2 separate regions of the Capra hircus genome follow, and region 1 is linked to region 2. Evidence: chromatin contacts called from public Hi-C data. All regions are on one chromosome and are shown on one strand. The core of a region is the stretch at or near the end of the contact, and the rest is flanking DNA. Distances in the headings are between cores, read along the strand shown. Region 1 has its middle 14 kb from the start of OTUD3. Region 2 overlaps TMCO4 (transmembrane and coiled-coil domain-containing protein 4).

Region 1 (7,490 bases), core at 2,003-4,502, 140 kb before region 2:
CACCCTGCGGCGCGGATTAACTCGCTGGCAGGCGCTGGGCAGAGGAGCCCTGTGCTGCAGGGCCCACAAGGGGGCAGCAGAGAGACATCTTTCTCTGTTTCCAGACAATCCGCAGGGAAGTTTTTCTGATAGGAAAAATATAACCTATAATGGGAGAAAACCTGAAAAGACGTTAAAGAATTTTTTTTACTCATCCATAATCCCGCTCTCAGAGATAGTGATTGTTGCAGTTTCAGTGTATTAGGTTGACTCATATGAAATCGCTGACAATTGACCATTTTATAACCTGCAAAAATAAGAGTTTCATGTGGTTTAACCTAACATTTCCTCCCATCTTTTCTCTATGATGAACAAAATGCGTTTTTAAATACAAAATTGAGATGAGACTGTATGTGCATGTGTGTGCATTTTTAAAAACTGCCTTTTAAAATGAAATATTGACGATTACAAACATGGATTAAGAATAATGCAATGTACACTAACATGCCTGACCCTCCTCTCTTGGGAAATAAAATGTCACATACAACTGAAGCCCACACCCACTACTACCCCAAACCTGCTCCCTCCCCAGTTCCTTGGGGTAACCACACTCATAAATTTGTTGTTTATCATACATAAGTTTACGTCACTACACAATATGCAGTATGGTTTAGCATTTTTAACTTTACATAAATGATACCAAAGTGAATGCATCATTCTATGACTTGCTTACTGAACTTTATGCTTTCAATATATCATTTTTATTGAAGTAGTTGATTTACAACATTGTGTTTCCAGTGTATAGCAAAGTGATTCAGTTATACATATATTTATTCCTTTTCACATTATTTTTTATTATGGTTTATTACAGGATGCTGAATATAGTTTCCTGTGTTATGCAGTAAGACCTTGTTTATATATAATAATTTATATGTAATTTAATATATTTTATATAATATGTATCTATTTATCTGTTAGTTTGTACCTGCCAATCCCAAACTCCCAGTTTATCCCTCCCCGTCTCCTTCTCCTTTTGGTAACCATAAGCTTCTTTTCTGCGTCTGAGAGTCTGTTTCTGTTTTGTAAATAAGTTCATTTGTGCCATTTTTAGATCCCGCATATAAGTGTTATCGTATGGTATTTGGCTTTCTCTTTCTGACTTACTTAACTCGGTGTGATAAACTCTAGGTTGATCCATGTTCTGCAAACAGCACAATTTCGTTCTTTTTTTGGCTGAGTAGCATTTCGTTCTATGCATCCGTGTGCACACACGCCGCATCTGTGCCCGTCCGTCTGTCAGTGGACGCTAGGCTGTCTCCACGTCTTCACTGTTGTAGACAGTGCTGCACCGAACACTGCGGCACACGTTTCTTTTCAAATTACAGTTCTCGCCATAGACATGCTCAGGAGTGGGTTTGTTGGGTCACACGGCAGCTCCATTTTCAGTTTTTTAAGGAACTACTCTAATGTTTTCCGTATTGGCTACACCAATTTACACTCCCACCAACAGGGTAGGAGAGGCCCCTTTTCTCCACACCCTCTCCAGCATTTGTTACTTGCAGACTTTTTAATGATGGCCATCTGACCAGCGTGAGGTGGTACCTCATGATAGCTCTGATTTGCATTTCTCTAACAGCGATATTGAGCATCTTTTCATGTGCCTATTTGTTATCTGTGTGAACATTATATTTTATTAACTTTATCCATGTTGATACATGTCACTTTTGTTGATTCATTCTCAAATTTTTGCTATTAAATATTCAGGGTTGCTATCAGCTGCTCTCCACTAGACTGGGCTCTTCCATGCTGGAACTCTGTATTAACCATCTGTGGCCTTAGAGGCCCCATTAATGGGTGTTGAGTGGAATGGACAAATGCAGGAAGTGAATGAGTAAGGACCACTGTTCTAGAAAATTAAGCCTGGATTCCTCTGCTGGGTACCCACGGCAGAGCGCACTGGTGATAAGAAGGCTCTCGTGTCTGGGAGAGGTATACATCAAGACTGCACATTTCATGGTGACGTCACATCTCCAGTGCCAGACTTAGGGCGCTGGAACGTGCCATCCAGAAGGGCAGAGCAGGAACACCAGGAAAAGCTCCCAGAGGATCCTGAGGCCATTCCTGAAAGGCGGTGGGTCCCTTTCACCATGGCAAGCAAAAACCCACATTTTTAGATAAAGGCATTGAGAATATGTCAACATGTCTCAGAATTCTCTGAGAATTTATCTCCAGTTTTATTGACAATTAAAATATATGATTGGTAGGAAATGGCATTGCTGGAACCTTCAAACACAAACAACCAAAAAAAAAAAAAAATCAATTCCTTTAGTAGCTAAAATCTTCTTAACTCTGAGGAGCTTATATTATCTGTAAAATGAACTGAAAAACGCAAGGATGACAATAAACCAGAGTAGCAACGAGGCATAGAGACAAGAGTTTAGGGGCTCTGGAATCAGAGTAGAGTTAGAATCCTGAACTTTCTACTTCTTGAACATGTGACGCTGGGTAAGTTAGCTAACCATTTAATTTCTGTCTCTTCATCTGCAAAATAAATACCGATGCCCACTTTGCAAGTTGATGGATGTAAACTGCCTAATCTATACTGATTATCCTATAAAAGGGAGCAGCTTTTATTGGCAGGCTGGTTTGGCAAGAAACTATTTCTGACACTTGAAGCTGGACCTGCTCACTAAGAGAGAAAGAAAACTCCTCACAGTTACAGAAACCCAGAATCTCATGGTGCCAGCTGCTGCCAGCTGCTGGTCCTGGAAACAGCTGTCATCAACCCTCTCCCAGAACGTGTCTGTCCCTTGAGGAAGGTACACCTCTGACATCCCAGGAAGCTGCCTTTTGTTCTGTGTCCTTTCTCTTCTTAGAGAAGATGGAAGGGGGAAAGGGTGAGTATCAGCGAATCTTAAAAAAAAAAAAGAATGTGCCCAAGCTCACCTAAGAATCCTATGTGAAATCTCCAGGTGTAAAAGCCTCCTGAAAATGAGACTTGTTGGGACCTTCGACCTTTTGCTGCAGTCCTGCAATGCTTTGCACCTGGACAAACGTCTCTGCCTGGAACTCGAAATAGAAAGAAACTATAAGCGACTGAAAATAACTAGGTGCAGGCACAGATGGGGCAAATTCGAACAACAAAGAGACTAAGAAGTCCAACAACCACTCCTGAAAATCTGGGAGCAACAGCAGGGTGCTGAGCACACCCCCTGCACATACGTCACCAAAGGGGTGGGCACACCACCCGAGCCCCGCCTCTGGCTCCACCCCTGGACGCCGCGCATAAGGAGCCCCCTTGCGCCTCCCTGGGGAGTGAGCCAGCAAGGGAAACTTCTCGGTCCACCCTGCTGCAGGAGGGGCCCCAATAAAGCCTTGCCTGAATTTCTTGTCTGGCCTTTGGTCAATTTCTCTTGATTAAGGAGGCCAAAACCCCTGGTCAATACCAAAAGAAGGTAAAATCTGGTGGTTCCACCTACCTACTCTTCCCCAGGCAAACATCTCCTTTTTTCCAGTTAGATGAAAAAGGAATCGGGGTCAAAATGATCCCTATGGAGTAGATCTATTCAAAGAAATGAGCATTTAATCTTTGTATTTACCATTATATACACACACACACTTTATTTAAATTAGCCTTTATTTTAATTTGCTCAGCTACAGCCGCTAGGACTTCACTTTGCTGGTGAAGAACAAGTTATGCTTTTAAAATATGCACACCACTTGACCGGATGCTGAGCTTCAAAAATAATCATTACAGCCTTTGTTATCATGGGAAAAAAATGATAAACAACCTAAATGTCCACCAAGAGTAGATTTGTCAAATGAACTGTAATGTTGTCAGACCACAGAATATCTGTAGACGTTCCAAAGAGTCTCATCAAAGACGACCAGTCAAATGAAATGGAATGGAATGATGTATATGCAGTGTGTTATTACATGAAAAAGGCAGTTTGCAAAGAGAGAAAGCTCCCCTGGTAGCTCAGACAGTAAAGAATCTGCCTGCAATGTGGGAGATCTGGGTTCAGTCCCTGGGTTGGGAAGATCCCCTGGAGGAGGGCATGGCATCCCACTCCAGTATTCTTCCCTGGAGAATCCCCATGGGCAGAGGAGGAGCCTGGTGGGCCACAGTCCATGGGGTTGCAAAGAGTCGGACAGGACTGAGCGACTAAGCACACGCAAAGATCCCATCTCTGTTTATCAAAGAAGACACACATATACGTGTGCAAAGAATGAAGCAGTAGATACCAAAATGCTAAGCTGATTATCTCTGGGCTCTTGAAAATGGGGGTGATTTTCACTTTTCTTTTGTTTGCCTTGCTGCATGTTTGTATCTGAGTTTCAGACATTGAAACTTTATTACAACGGTAATAAGAAAAACTCCTAAAAACATGTCTTTAGGACACCTGGTTCCTTGCTCTTATCCTGTTCTAAAGCTTCCTGCTAGCGTCAGAACTCACAATGGAGCAGCCTCTTACTGGGAAAGGTCAAATGGTTCATTCTCCAGCAGCTGACCCTGACCCTTTGATTCCTGCAGGCGTGTCCCTTGTGACATTATCTAGCCATATTCATTTTATCAGATAATGAGTAGCTGTCTTATCCACTGCCTTGATTTACCCAAAAAGAAAATTGGAGAGTAGCCACTCAGATTTCTAAGAAAAGCATTGAGTATCTGTCCTTGGGTTTCCCTGGTGGCTCAGGGGTAAAGAATCAGCATCCCAATGCAGAAGACGCAAGAAACATGGCTTTGACACCTGAACAAGAAAGATCCCCTGGAGAAGGAAATGGCAGCCCGCTCCAGTATTCATCCCTGGGAAGTCCTGTGGACAGAGGAGCCTGGTGCGCCATAATCCGTGGCGTCGCAGATTGAAGTGATTAAACAAGACCTCTCCTTAGGGACACATGCTCACAGCTGTGACACTAGCATTGCCGTGACGTCAGGGATTTGAGGTGGGCTGGCCATCGTAAGGTGGGCTGCCGTCTGTGGGGTCGCACAGAGTTGGACACGACTGAAGCGACTTAGCAGCAGCAGCAGGCCACCATAAGGATGACTGGATCGTTTTTATTTATAAGCTAAAGAAAGCTACCAACCCTTTGCTGTCAACCTAGAACCTGCCCCGTCCCCTCTACGAGGCACAGAAAGGACAAGCCCACCTTGCCCCATCGTGAGTCCATTTTCTACCCTTTATATTGTAGAAGGGGCTCAGGAGCTTTGCCATTATAAAGTGGTAGCCAGGCTGGTCTCCGTGCTGAACAGTGGTAACCTACAAAGCCCAGGGGAGCCGTGTACTTGGTTACAGACCAAGTGAAGATGTAAAAGCATCTAATATGACACAGCCCTTTCTCTGATTCACAATTAAATATTCCCTCCAGCTCTAATATCACCTCCTACAGGAAGCCTTCCAAGGTTTCACAAGTTACCCGTAGACCAAGGACTACCATCTCTCTATCCTCAGATTATTGTTGCTGTTGTTCAGTCAGTAAGTCATGTCTGACTGTTTGTGACTCCGTGAACTGTAGCCCACCAGGCTTCTCTATCCTCCGCTGCTTCCCGGAGTTTGTTAAAATTCACGTCAACTGAGTCAGCGATGATATCTAACCATCTCATCCTCTGCTGCCTTCTCCTCCTTTTGCCTTCAATATTTCCCAACAGCAAGGTCTTTTCCAACGAGTAGGCTCTACGCATCAGATTCTAACCTCAGATTAGGCCCAGGCATTTGAGAAAGGGTGAATGAGTGAATGACTGAATGACTGATAGATGGCAGGAATGTGGGAATGAATAAATGAGTGCGTCTGTACCTCGCAGATAGACCTGCCCATTTTACAAAAATCCACGGAGGGTTTCCTGTGCGCCAGGCTCCATGACGGGCACTGGGGTACAAAGAGAGCAAGACAGACCAGCTCCCTGCTTACAGGAAGCTTCTATTCTAATCAGGGAAACAGTCCATCCACAAGAAACAAGTACGTCCCTGATTTCGGATAACGAGAGTGCTATGGAGAAAATACACAGCTTTACAGGAGACAGAGTATCTGGGGGAGCAGAGGTGTTGGAAGGTAAGCGGAGCGGGGAAGGCCTCTCCGAGAAGGTGGCGTTTGAGCTCTGGATGACTGTGTGGCACTTGTTCTCAAGTGCTTGCTCAGCTCATTTCAAAAGCTTTCTTCTTGCTTTTTGGCGGTGCCGCAGGGCATGCGGGATCTTAGTTCCCCAATCATGGATCAAACCCTCACCCCCTGGTGTGGAAACGCAGTCTTAAGCACTGCATTGTCAGGGAAGTCCCAAAAGCTTTATTTGTGAAAATAAAATTTCAAGAGCATGTCTGATATTTCCTTTTTCTTCACAGTGGGTACTGCATGCTATTCATCACTGTGAGACAGCAGACACAATGGCAAGCACATGGGACTTGAAAATGGACTGCCCGGGTCCAAGGCCAGCCTCCATCACTTATCAGCTGTGGACCTTAGGTAAGTTATTTAAGTACAGGCGCCTCCGTTTCCCCGTCCAGAAATGGGGATGATGATGGTGATGATGATATTTACAAGATAGATAATGAGCTGTCCACCAAAAGCCCACACTTCCTCTTTCATAGCGTGAACTGCCCGACCATGGTCTCTGTTTTCCAGCCCCTTTTTTATCCAGATGCAAAGACAAATTTTTACCACTGAGAAATGCATCACTTCCAGACCAGGGTCCCTGAGCCGCCGCGAAGAGGAACACCACCCAGTGAGCAGAACACCCTCAGTGGACTGTTAAGGGAGGGGAATGGCAAACTGTGATTGTGTTAGACCTCTGAAATGTTAGGTTGTATTTGTGATATAGCATCCAGTACTATATCGCTAACTAATACAGCCTTAAAAGAGCTGTGCAAATGGAATGAGTGTGTCATGCAGTGCCTACTCAGAGTGCTTGCTGGATGGCCATAACTAAATACAGCGGCTTGCCATGAAAAGGAACGAGCTGAGTCATTTGTAGAGAAGTGAGTGGATCCAGAGTCCATCATACAGAGTGAAGGAAGTCAGAGAGAGAGAAACAAATATTGTATATTAATGCATGTATGTGGAATCTAGAAAAATGGCACAGATGAAGCCATTTGCCGGACAGGAAGAGAGACACAGACGTGGAGAGCGGCTGTGTGCACTTGGGGCTGGGGGTAGGGTGAGTCGGGAGACTGGGATCGACATGCATACACCGTGTGAGTTGAACCTGCCGTATAGCGCTGGGCGCCCAGAGCAGTGTTCTGGGATGGCCCGGAGGGGTGGGAGAGTAGGAAGGGAGACTCGATAGGGAGGAGATGTATGGATCCATATAGCTGATTGTTGTAAAGCAGAAACTAATACAACATTATAAAGCAACTATACCCCCAGTAACTAAAAATTAAATAAATAAATACAGGGCTTTGAATCCTCTGAAATCAGCCTCATGAGATTTTTGACCCCCTAACTCCGGGAGTTGGTGATGGACAGGGAGGCCTGGTGTGCTGCGATTCATGGGGTTGAAAAGAGTCAGACACAACTGA
Region 2 (6,920 bases), core at 200-2,699:
TATCCCTCACCTGGTCCTGCTCCTCCCTCAAGCTCAGTGTGGGCAGCTTCCTTCCAAATAGGCGTCTGGACCACGAACCCCTTGAGGGCAGGAATGGTGTGTGAGCAGCCCCTGTGCCTCCTGTATCTGGGATGAAACCAACAGAGAGTGCGCGCTCTGTAAGTGAAGTGTCTAACGTAAACGTTTACATTGTATCAGTCAGGACAGGTGAGGCTATGCCGCAGGGACGAACACGCCCCACATCCTTAGAGACGGAGCACAGCAGAGGTTCATTTCTCACCTGTGTCTCCCATGCGCTGTGGGTAGGCCGGGGCTCTGATCTTTGTAGTCACTCAGCCACCCAGGCCAGTGGAAGCTCCCTCAGGGGGAGGTTGAGATTGTGGTGAATCACACACTAGCTCTTCGGTTTCACCTGGAACTAACACGTGACTTTCACTCATGTTTCGTCAGCTAGAGCAAGGCAAACCGACATCCAGGAGAGGCCAGTGAGTATTCCCACCATGGGCTCCAGCTGGAAGACCTTACTTGGATTCTGGCCTCTAATGAATTCTTAGTTGAAACATTAGTTTCTCTATCTACAAAACAGGGACTTTCCTTTCTTCCCCTACCCTGCTTCATAGCTTGCAGGATAGAAGAACCCCCTGATGGGAAGCCAGAGTGTGGCAGGTCCTAAGGATGCTGGGATGAGAGCGCCAGAGGTTGATGGTACCCAGGAGCTCCGGCCTTGGGACCCCCACACAGACAGAAGCAGGGATGATCCCCAGAAGGTTACCCACCAGGGGACCAGAGATGAGGCCAGTATAGAGCTGGGTCCAGTCCGGCAGGGGGCAGGCTCCAGGCAGGCAAAACTCGGAGCTGTGCTGATGGTGACTGGCTCCAGCCCAGGGCCCAGGGAATCAGACATGACCTGATAAAAATGCCTTGGAGACGTAGTGCGTATGTGCTCAGCCGCGAAGTCGTGTTCAATTCCTAGCGACGCCGTGGGCAGTAGCCCACCAGGCTGCTCTGTCCATGGGATTTCCCAGGCAGGAAAACTAGAGTGGGTTGCCATTTCCTTCTCCAGGAGGTCTTCCTGATTCAGGGATTGCACCTGAGTCTCCTGCGATTCCTGCATTGGCAGGCAGGCTCTTCACCACTGAGCCACCTGGGAAGGCTAACGATGTAGCGAGTGACTGAGTGAAAGCCGCTCAGTCGTGTCTGACTCTTTGCAACCCCCTGAACTGTCCAGTCCATGGAATTCTCCAGGCCAGAAGACTGGAGTGGGTAGCTGTTCCCTTCTCTAGGGGGTCTTCCCAATGCAGGGATCTAACCCAGGCCCCCAGTTGCAGGCGGATTCTTCGCCACTGGGCCACCAGGGAGTCCCTGCTCTCAGCTTTGGTGTCCGTCACCGCAGACGGGACGGATGTCTGTGCTGATGCTTGATGGTGTCCGTTAACCCGGATCCTCACGGCCTCCTCATGGGCAGGCATCTGACTCACCATGTTCTATAGGGAGGTGGCAGAGCTGAGGCTGCCCCCAGCGCCAGGCCCGGGCCCTCAGTCCGGGTCCCGCTCCCGCGGCCGCGTCCTGCTTCCTCCCTCCCCCTTTACTCTGCGCTCAGGGCTCCGGGTCAGGCCCTGTCTGTGTTGCCCACCTCTGTATCACCAGCTCCTGGCACAGGACTTGGCACATACGAGGCACCCGGTACCCGTCAGTGGTTGATTACCTGTCAGTTGATGAGGGACTTGCAATCCATGTTTCGCGTTCTCCATGAGTGCCGCCTGCAGAGAGCAGTGCCAGCCTTTGGGTGGTGAAAGGCTGGAGCTACATGAGCACGTGGACCCCACCGGCCCTGAGACCTCGGCCAGTGGGTCCCCCAAGGCCCCTAGTGACCCAGGTCGCTCCACTCCTGGACCTCCCGGCAGGTGTGGCCAGCCAGCACATGCTCGGCGTGCGCAGGATCTGCCCGCTCAGATCCAGAACAGGACGTACGTCTGCCGAACTTCGGGCAGGAGAGGAACGTAGCCAGAATTCCCAGGTGAATGGTCCATCTGCCCACCGACAAGAGGAATTTGCTTTGGAAGTGACTGATCCTCTGACCAAGGGTATTTCTCGTCCCAGCAGGTGGCCGGGGGTGGAGTGCGGGGACTGATGCCAAGAAGGGCCACCATCCAAGCACACGAGACCCTGGGCCCCAGATCCAGTGCATTGCTTCTATGCATCCACTTTCAAAGGCCTCAAAAAAGTGGAAAGAGAGCTCAATTCAGACTGACTCATGGAAGTGGAGCCGGGAAGGGGCCACGTGAATCGAGAAATCAGTTCTGCCTCAGCTGTTTGTGCACTGATGCGTCTCTTCATTCTCAAAAGATGTGAAGGGAATTCCTTAGTGACCCTGCACGTTGTCTCTGGGCGGCGGCCCTGTCCACGCCGCTGGCAAGATGTCCCAGGATGTGCTGGCTCGCCTGTTTGTATTTTGGCTCAGCCAATAAGAGCCCGCAAGGCCTGCCGCACTCTGGGCACCTGGGCCCATCTGTGGCGTCTTCCCTGGCTCCCCCTTCCATCCTGCATCTGTAAGTCGGCCCCATCCAACTGCTTCTCCTGGAGACTTCAAGATACATGAAACCTGCTCATCACTGTCCCAGTGCCCTGCACCCTAAGCCAGGCTGAGGAGTTAAATGGGACACAGGGGCCTCCTGGGCTTGCTCGGGGCTTAACCACAAGCATTTAGTGAGCAAGCTCTGTACCCAAGGCTTCCCTGGTAGTTCAGACAGTTAAGAATTGGCTTGTAGTGCAGAGACCCGGGTTTGATCCCTGGGTCAGGAAGATCCCCTGGAGAAGGGAAAGGCTACCCACTCCAGTATTCTGGCCTGGAGAATCCCCTGGACAGAGGAGCCTGGTGGGTGACAGTCCACGGGGTCACAGAGTCAGAAACGGCCGAGCAGCTTTGATTCAGCCTGTACCCGGCACCCGTACTAAGTGCTTTGCGTGTTTTCTCTCCTTTATTTATTTATTTTTTAACTTTTTTTTTTTTTGATGTGGACCATTTTTAAAGTCTTTACTGAATTTGTTACGATATTGCTTCTGTGTTGTGTTTTGGATTTTTGGCCAGGAGGATTGTGGAGTCTTAGCTCCCTGACCAGGTGTAGACCCCACAGCCCCTACCTTGGAAGGCAACGTCTTAACCACTGGGCTGCCAGAGAAGTCCCGTGAGCTTTCCCTTAATGTGCAAACGAACCTAAGATGCGGGCGGAGATCCTTCTCTCTTGCCAGTGAAGAGGCTGGGGGCAGGGACTGCATCCACTTCATTCTTGAAATGGGGGACTTGGCCCAGGGAAGAGGCACGCTAGCGTGCACGTGGAGGGCCGGGACCCAGTCTGACGGCTCAGCCTCTTGGGGCAGTGGGTGTGACCACACAGTGCTTGTTGTTACGTTCAGCCGCTCAGTCGTGTCCGACTCTCTGTGACCCCGTGGACCGCAGCACACCAGGCCTCCCTGTCCTTCACTAACTCCCGGAGCTTGCTCAAACTCATGTCCATGGAGTCGGTGATACCATCCAACCATCTCCTCTGTTGCCCCCGTCTCCTCCAGCCTTCAATCTTTCCCAGCATCAGGGTCTTTCCAAATGAGTCAGCTCTTGGCATCAGGTGGCCAGAGTATTGGAGCTTCAGCTTCAGCATCAGTCCTTCCAGTGAATATTCAGGGTTGATTTCCTTGAGGACTGACTGGTTTGATCCCCCTGCTGTCCGAGGGACTCTCAAGAGTCTTCTGCAGCACTACAGTTCAAAAGCATCAATTCTTCGGTGCTCATTTTATCCCACAAACATCAGAAATTATGGCCTCCTATACTGAGGGTTCCAACAGATGATTTGGAGTCATCCGGTTCAGACCCCTACACATATAGGATCCCCTTGACATCATCCATCAGAAGTCTCTACTAGCATCTGCTTACTCACTCCCAGTGACGGGAGGCTTACTACCCTGCCCAGGTTGGTTAGGAACTTAGGAAGGGATCAGTTTAATCTGGAAGTCGGTGGCTTGTGGGCTGTGGAACATTAGGCCCTGCTCAAAGAGTCTGTCAAGGCTGCTCGTGTTCATGTATTTCCAGGGAGGCACTGGCACCACAGCAGAGTCCCGAGGGCTTCAATGCCTGGGTGGCCAGCGTGCCCCCAGGTCTGCGCTCAGGCTTTTCAGAAATAAGATTTTACCCATTTTGAACCCAGAGCTGATCAGCGCCCCTATTAAGCACATTCACAAGAGACAGCATTGGGAACTGAACGCTGATTCATTTCGGTCCACCAGTAATTGTCGATTTCATGCAAATGGAGCAGATGTCCACGCTCTCTGTCCAAGCTCCTGGGAAACAGATTATCTGCCAAAGCTTCTCTCTGCAGGGCGAGGGAGGGGCAGCTTCCAGGAATTATTTTCCCGGCCATGATGAGCCCTGATGCCCCCCCAGCTTCACGAACACATCCCCACCCAGGGACCTTTCTCAGTTTCCCTCCCTCCTGGGCCTCCCCCTCACTGAGAATGTTGTATAAACTAGTCCCTTGCATGAGTCTGGTTGATAATAACTGAAGAATCCAGACCCTCTGCAGTGAAGGAGCAGCCCTCTGGGGGTTTGGGGATCCCAGCAGGGGGAGGAAGCACCTCTTGTCTCCTCAATTTACATAGTAATGGGCTATCTCAGTTCTCAGCATTCCATAATGAAAACTGTTAGGGTTTTTTTCCCCTTAAATCTAAGAATTCCGTGACTAGCAAGCCTGCTTAGCCAATATCCCCAAAGTGGTGGTCTTTTAGAAAATCGCCAGGTCTGTTTTGTAGAACAGAAGGTTAGAACCTTCCTGCCTGTGGGTGGTGTGTTCCCCACAGTTCAGATTTTAATGACAGAGGTTGAGTTTGGGGGTCCCCCTGTCCCTGCCACCCCAGCGTAAGTGTCCCCATGTGAACTCTGACTTTTCAAGTCTCTAGAACGTTCTTCTTTCTTTGGTTCACTGGTACTCAGACCTGCATTTATTTATTTATGCAAAACCCATCTCCTGGATTTGCAGGACTTCTCAAGAAATACAGATAAATATGAAACATCAGGGCCAAAAGTAAAGCACAGATGTGAAGAGGAGACACAGCCAGCTGAGAAGCTCAAATGTAGGAGAGTGGACCCTGCGGGCAGGCCTAGACCCGAAGCTCAGCTCTGCCACTGAGCACACGTCCTGTCCCTGTGCCTCAGTCTCCTCCCCTGTGAAATGGATCAAGTAATACCTCCTTCAGCTCATGATTGAAAGAACTGAATAGGGTAATATATGTAAAGCACTTAGCAGAAATGGCTGGCAAGTCGCAGGCGTTCAGGAACTGCTATCTTTGTCCCTGTTACCGCTGTGGTTGTACTTTCTCCTGTACCCAGCTGCTATAACTGAGCTGTGGCTTCAGCTCCTCACTTCCTAGCCATCAGAGCAAAAGCAGAAAGCAATGATCCTGTTTCTCACTTCCACAAGAGGACGTGGAGATACCAGCTCTGCTGGTAGTAAGGCCATCCTTTTCAACCTGCCTCACTTTGTCTGAGAGTTTCACGCTCTCCTGTGAGGAGCTAAGTGCTCAGGTTCAGGCTTAATTAGCCATCAGAGCCTCAAACAGCTCTGCCTTCTCCTCGCTGGAAAGGTTTACAGACCCAGTACCATGAAGACCACACCATGGCTGGGAATAACCTCTCCAGGGTGCTGCCTAATTGTCAGGAGGGTGGTAGCAGGGGTGTCTGCAGAAACTCAGGCAGGGAGATAACGATGTCTTCAGCTTTGAACACCTGGGTACTTGAAAGAATGTTAATTAGGCGGCAAGTCCCAAGTTGGACTCTCACTGGTGTAATTTTACATTTAGTAATTTAGCAGTTGCTGGGGATAGAGGCTTCAGGGGACTGTTGTTGAACATGGCTTACAGCTTAGCAAGCAAGGGAGTCAGTTTAGTTGCTCAGTTGTGTCCGACTCTTTGTGACCACATGGACCGCAGCACACCAGGCCTCCCTGTCCATCAGCAACTCCCAGAGCTTGCCCAAACTCATGTCCATCGAGTCGGTGATGCAATCCAACCATCTCATCCTCTGTCGTCCCCTTCTCCTCCCGCCTTCAATCTTTCCCAGCGTCAGGGTCTTTTCCAAGGAGTCAGCTCTTTCCATCAGGTGGCCAAAGTATTGGAGCTTCAGCTTCAGCATCAGTCCCTCCAATGAATATTCAGGACTGATTTCCTTTAGGATGGACTGGTTGGATCTCCTTGCAGTCCAAGGGACTCTCAAGAGTCTTCTCCAACTTTGGCCCAGCCTTAGATACCCCATAAGAGGTCTGCGGGGGTTTTGTTTGGTTTTTAATATGTATTTATTTATTTATTTGGCTGCGCTGGGTCTTAGTTGCAGCACGTGAGATCTAGTTTCCTGACCAGGGATCAAACCTAAGCCCCCTGCATTGGGAGCTCAGAGTCTTAGCTGCTGGACCGCAAGACAAGTCCTGTGAGGGGCTTGTTGAACCGCACTCAATGAAGCCAGCTGACTGAGTCACCATTCCTGCCAGGTTCTTCCCATGAAGTGTCTCTTTAATGGTCCCAGCCAACCCGGGCGGGCCTAGGCCCCGTGACCCATGGCAAGGCCCTCTCCACTGCCCCGGGGGGACCTTGGACCTGTCTCTTGAATGGTACAACTGAGTGTTCACCCAGCTTGTCCAGGCTGCACAGCCAGTAAAAGGCAGGGTCAAGTCTGGAGCCTTCTTCTCGGGGCTCTTCTCAGGGACCCTGGGGCGTGGCGGGTGCTCTGGGGTGTGGTCAGCCCAACTCTTGCAGGTGCCTTTCCTGGAAGGTCCTGGCAGAGTGTCCCGGGACACCTGGAGCATCTATGTCTGCCACAGCACCACCTGGTGGTGACTTTTGGAGCATGCACCTCACGAGCCCAGTGGAGAGCGGGCTTC

What was found. Hi-C and Micro-C count contacts between places; a contact is called where the count stands out from the background.
Region 1: a Hi-C map of liver shows a contact between it and region 2, with 4 times the contacts expected there. The contact joins two enhancer-like sites. A contact is called at or near these places in 3 of 5 Hi-C or Micro-C datasets (blood and liver).

What each region holds. Positions count from the first base shown.
Region 1 is chr2:3,149,138-3,156,627 of ARS1.2, reverse strand. No RefSeq gene overlaps it. Among named protein-coding and RNA genes, the nearest start is that of OTUD3, 14 kb to the left of the region's middle. Within about 2 kb of position 3,252, at least 1 of the 5 cell types and tissues checked has an H3K27ac peak or open chromatin away from gene starts, as enhancers often do.
Region 2 is chr2:3,006,695-3,013,614 of ARS1.2, reverse strand. All of the region lies in intron 13 of TMCO4 (transmembrane and coiled-coil domain-containing protein 4), which reads left to right. Among named protein-coding and RNA genes, the nearest start is that of HTR6, 50 kb to the right of the region's middle. Within about 2 kb of position 1,449, at least 1 of the 5 cell types and tissues checked has an H3K27ac peak or open chromatin away from gene starts, as enhancers often do.